2 separate regions of the Ovis aries genome follow, and region 1 is linked to region 2. The links are chromatin contacts, called in public Hi-C maps. All regions are on one chromosome and are shown on one strand. The core of a region is the stretch at or near the end of the contact, and the rest is flanking DNA. Distances in the headings are between cores, read along the strand shown.

Evidence for each region. A called contact is a pair of places that touch in the nucleus more often than the background predicts.
Region 1: a contact with region 2 is called in a Hi-C map of liver, with 3 times the contacts expected there. The contact joins the enhancer-like site here to the promoter of FADS1 in region 2. A contact is called at or near these places in 2 of 16 Hi-C or Micro-C datasets (liver and skin fibroblasts).

The regions. Positions count from the first base shown.
Region 1 is chr21:36,883,005-36,885,704 of ARS-UI_Ramb_v3.0, forward strand. No RefSeq gene overlaps it. Among named protein-coding and RNA genes, the nearest start is that of FADS2, 25 kb to the right of the region's middle. Within about 2 kb of position 1,252, at least 5 of the 54 cell types and tissues checked have an H3K27ac peak or open chromatin away from gene starts, as enhancers often do. A contact at or near this core is called in liver, where this site is marked.
Region 2 is chr21:36,813,322-36,816,021 of ARS-UI_Ramb_v3.0, forward strand. FADS1 (fatty acid desaturase 1) reads right to left here and starts at 1,392. Exons shown (of 12, transcript XM_004019593.6): 1 at 1,056-1,392. The coding sequence starts at 1,247. It overlaps LOC132658370 (a long non-coding RNA gene), which reads left to right. Exons shown (of 3, transcript XR_009597942.1): 1 at 1-64; 2 at 670-1,200; 3 at 1,617-2,111.

The DNA of each region.
Region 1 (2,700 bases), core at 2-2,501, 70 kb after region 2:
GGGACTTCACTTGTGAGAGACAACCAGCCTGTGCCAGACCTCGTAAATCTTCTCCTGCAGCGCCCTGGGGGTGAGCTGGCAGCTTCTTACAATGCAAGAAAGCTCGAGGCCTCTGCGAGCCAGAGTGGCTGGTAGATGAATCAAAGCTTTGCATGAGGCCTTTGCAAAGGCTTTGCTCAAGGGTGGCAGACATGGGAACAGCCTGGGAAGGCTCCTGGGATGGCCCTGTTTGCGGGGTGCTCAGGAGTTTGGGGTTTCTTGTTACGAGTAGTGGGACCTGGGTGTGTAGATCTGAGTGGAGTCCACGGCTCACTGCATCAGTCTACATGATGGCAGGACTTTGGACTCTCCAGGTTAGTATGTGCAAACCCTTATTTAATTCTCATGCCCCTAAGGATCCGTTTTAGACAGTTATCCCCAAATCATATCCCATCTAGAAAGTTTAATACCATAGATGACTGTCTACTTATTGTTTGTATATCTATGTTTATTTTTGTCTGTTAACTTTTTTATGTTGGAGAATAGCTGTTTAACAATGTTGTGATGGTTTCGGGCGAACAGGAAAGGGACCCAACCAAACATATACACGTAGCCATTCTTCCACAGACTTCCCCCCCATCCAGACTGCCATGGAGTATGGAGCAGAGTTCCCTGTGCTTGTCTCTCTGTGTTTATATATAGAAAGAGTAAGATTTTTTTTCAGCCCCCAAGAAGGCAATTTTTGTCTCCTTGGCAGTGATCCTGCCCTGCTGAGATCAAAGCCTCCTCACTTATTACAGGACCAGAGAGTAGCTCCTGTGACTCTCTGACCTGCCCACTTTGGCTGCTTGAAAGAACTTGCCTGGTGGCCACCCAGTGTTGCAGAAGACCCTGTGCTTTCCAAGGTCACCTTCCCATGCTCCCGAAGTAGCTGGACCTGATGGCCCCAAAGGGTGCTCACGGAAAGGAGGTGCATGCTTCACCACTTTCCATCCCTCTGTGTCCCCCGGCTGGTGGCTGCATGGCCACCTTAAATCCCAGAGAGATCCCATGAAAACATCCTTCAGGGAATTCCCTGGTAGTCCAGTGATTAAGACTTAGTGCTCGCAATGCGGGGGGCACCCGTTCAGTTCCTGGTTGGGAAACAGGATCCCACATGCCACTTGGTACAGCCAAAAAAAATTCTTCAGCCAAGTGAGCCCAGGTTGAGCAAGACACCCCCAGTTATGTGCTGCCCTCAAGCCTCCCCAGATACATTCTTTAATGAGCTCTTTCACTGACTCATCAGTAAAAGCAGCAGTACAGCAGCAGCCGCAGCCAAATCCCAGTTGGGCTCAGCTGGTCTGCACAGTCAGCCTTTACGATTCTGACAGCGTTCCATCTTACAGGTGAGAAACCAGAGACCGGACAGGTCCTACTGGAAGCAAGGTCATAGAGTGATGATTGCAAGGCTTTGCAGAGTGATGATTGCAAGGCTTCCTTTCCTTGTTCTGCACCGGACGAGCAGGGAGCCTCCCCTAAGAACCTCTACCCAGGAGAACTGGGGAACCAGTCATGCGCCCCGGGTGTCTCTGAAGCCTCACCAGCCATGATTTGGTTTGATGCCTGTCCATGCCCTGGCATTTAGAAATGCTTGGGCTCCCCTGGTGGCTCTGCGGTAAAGAACCCGCCTGCCAGTGTAGGAAACACAGGAGACTTGGGTCCGATCTCTGGGTCAGGACAATCCCCTGAGAAGGAAATGGCAACCTACTCCAGTATTCTTGCCTGGGAAATTCCCTGGATTTCCCAGGTACCTGGTGGGCTACAGTCCACGGAGTTGCAAAAGAGGCAGACACAACTTAGCAACTAAACAAGAACAGCAACAACTTATAGATGTTTATAGCAATTTGATGGAAGAACTTTGTGCCTACTATCTCTAATTCTAAAGCATTCTCCTCCTGGATACTGGGTGGTTTGGCTTTCATTACTCTAATGATTCATTTTTATTGTATTTTATGAAAGCATAGATCTGTGATGGATTAGAAATTTGTTTTGAAACGTTAGTCCTTCACCACTAATAGTTGGATTTGTGCCTCCCACCTCCCACACACAGCATGGAAGGCCTTTGACCTCAGGATTAAAGAAAAATTAACATGTGGTTGATTGGCTGAGCTAACAGTGGACAGAGCTCAAAGGTCTTTCTTTCAGCCCTGGGCAGACATAACCTTAGCAACAGAAAGCTTGACTCCCGGGTGCTTCTCCATCTACCGAGCCCTGTCCCAGGGGAATGGCTCCATAAGTCCATGGCATGTACAGTGAGTGGCTGCAAGTACCTTCACTGGGGGCTCTTCTGATCAGAGATTTGGTGGAACCGTTGGGATCTTGCATTCTCAGTCACTTCAGTCGTGTTCGACTCTTTGTGACCCCATGTAGCCCCCATGTAGCCCCCATGTAGCCCGCCAGGCTCCTCTGTCCATGGGATTCTCCAGACAAGAATACTGGAGTGGGGTTCCATTTCCTTCTCTAGCTGAGATCTTAAAGATCATTTAACCTCTCCTCATCGTACCAATGGGGGATCCGGACTGTAAATGGGGCTGACATTTGTTTTCCTGTTTCCATTGTCTGGAAGGGTACCTGTCACAGAATACGCTAAGAACCAGAGTCGGGGTCTGACCCGGGGTCCGAGCTCCCGCACTGGTGGCCTGGTTCTGCTGTCTGGATAAGGTCCTCTCTGCATCTCAG
Region 2 (2,700 bases), core at 142-2,641:
GAGATAGCAGGGAGAAAGGTTGAGAACAGTAGCAGAGGTCGCGGCGCCAGGCGAAGGATATAGGGTGAGAGGACTCAGCGAAGCAAAAGCTCCAACCTCTGGGTCCCAAGGAGTACCCCCCGCCCCGCCCCCCTCCCCAGCTCTAGAACTCTGAAGGGAGGTGCTAGCAGATTGTCTGGAGAGGGAAGCGGCAGAATCGGGGCTGGAGAGCGCGCTGGCCCGAGGGAGGGATGCCACCAGCACCGGGCTTAGAGCCCAGGAGTGCAAACAGCCGTCCGCTGTGGCGAATAGCTGGAGACCCTGCTGGACTGAGGCTGAGTGACCTCCCCACGGGATTCCAGGACTGCTCTCGTGTCCTAGCTAGGTGTATGCTGGTGCAGGCTCCCCACCTTCCGCACAATGGCCCCATTCCTCCCTGGGCACGAGCAGGTGCTAGGCGTCTCTGGCCAGTGCTGTCCCATCCCCTCTCTCGTCTTCACCCTGTGCAGGGGTTCCCAAGACAGCGGACGCCAGGTGGCTTTCCCCCAACTCAGTTCTCCGTCCTGCCTCCACTCGCCAGCCTAGCCAGGCACGCTCGGTCCAGACGCCGCTGCGCTTCCCTGCCAGCCACCCAGACAGATCAAGAATCCCTCTCCCCGCCACTGACCCCTCCTCCCTCGGTCTCGACAGGTCCGCCGTCGGGGAGCCCCGCGCCCCGGAGCTTCTTCTCCCTCCTAGCCCTGCTCCCCGGCCTGCCCACGCTTCGAGACAGCAGATTCCGGGCCGCAAACAGAGCCCACAGAGCGGTGGCGCGGCCCTTTGTCTGTGCGTGCACATTGCCAGCCTCCGTCCCTACTCCCCAGACTCCCCTTTTTCACCGCCTCTCCTGCCCTTGCATCCCGATTTGGCAGCACACCCAGTCACCCAGCAACAGGTACGCTCCTGCGCCTCCCGGCTTTCCCCAGAACTAGAGAGTGTTCAGCCACGACTGCCAAACTTCCTGTCTCGCACGCTGAGCCTCCAGCTCTAGCCGTCCGGTCCCGCCTCCTCCGGTGCCCCCGTCTGGCAGTGCTCACCGTGGCATCCTGCCCCGCGTAGTGGCTGATGACCCGGGAGCCCCCGGGATGCCGACGGACGAATTCACTGATGTTGTACACCTTTCGGTCAATCACGAGCCACCGCTCTTTTTCACGTCCAGAGCGCTGGGCCACTTCGTCCCAGGTGAAATAGCGCGGGGTCGGCCCCTGGGCTGGGGTCTCGGGGGCCATCGGGGCCGGGCACGCGGGCCGGCTGAGTGGCTGCGGTCAGGCGCGCGCACAGGACCCGCGGAGTAGCGCGCGCCGGCCTCGCAAGCTCCGGTAGCGGGCTCGCTGGTGCGCGTCCCGACCCCCGCGGCTCGCGCACCAGTTTTTCAGCCACTGAGGGGTGTTGGCGCCGAGCCCTGCTGCGCGCGCTCCTATTGGTCGAGCCGCGTGGCGCGGGGAGCAAGTCCCCGCCTCCCCGCCGGCCCCGCTCGGGCGTGCGCTTTGGGAGGGTCGTGGCAGGAGGGCGGCGGGCCGGGACGCGCGCCCCCTTGCGGGCACCTTGTTGGGGTCGCCGCCGAATCCCACTTTTCGACTCGCGCCTTTCGCTCACAGGGGGTGCCGCAGACTGGATAACGGTTCCTGTGAAGATTTCTGGGTGCGGGGCCCGGCTCGGGGAGGGGGCCACCGAGTGCGCGGGCGCCCTAGGCCTCTAGGGTAAGGTGGGCTCGGCCAGGGTGGAGGGCAGTGGGCAGAGGCTGAGCCTGGTGAGTGTGGATGAAGGGCGGGCCTAGTTGCCAAGGAGGCCTGCCATGCCTACAGGGTTGAAGGTTGGGGGATTTGGCGAGTGGCTGTGGAGGGGGCTGTCCCAGGGGCCTCGTCTTTAGAGTGGGGGCATCCTCGCTTGTTCCAGACCGTGACCTGATGAATTCTCCCGCCTTCTCCGCATGTAGCCCCACCGGTTGAGTGACTGGAATGAAAGAGTCAGAACCTTTGGCGGGTATCTTGCAAAAGCATAATTATGGGGTGTTGGCTCTGGAGGTGGGTGGGAATGGTTAATGCTTTACTGTGCTCAGTATAACATTAAAAATGCCCTACAAATGTTATAAACCTGTTTGCCTTTTTCGCTTGTTGTTTTCTTTTTTTTTTATTTTCCCAATTAACTGCCATCCTTAAATAAAAGGAAGTGGCCTAGCATCTCCGAGTCTCTGGGAGGCCCTGAGTGAAAAGCCTGGACCTTCCTGTTGAGGCATCAGGAAGATGCCTGGAGGCACCTGGGAGCTGCAGGAGGCCTTTAGGTAGCTTAGGGGCTTGGAGCTCTGAGCTTTCCAAAAAGGTGAAAAAGAACACAGAAGCTTCCGGGTTGAGAGGCCGGGGGGCAGTCAAGAAGCTGTTAGAGTTATGAAGAAGTTCAGTTCATGTGTTAAATTTTATTTATTCAGAAAGCAATTTACAAAGCACGTACTATGTGCCAGGCACTGTTTTTAGTACGTTGTGAACATTCAGTTCAGTTCAGTTGCTCAGTCGTGTCCGACTCTTTGTGACCCCATGAAGTGCAGCACACCAGGCCTCCCTGTCCATCACCAACTCCCGGAGTTCACTCAAACTCATGTCCATCGAGTCGGTGATGCCATCCAGCCATCTCATCCTCGGTCGTCCCCTTCTCCTCCTGCCCCCAATCCCTCCCAGCATCAGAGTC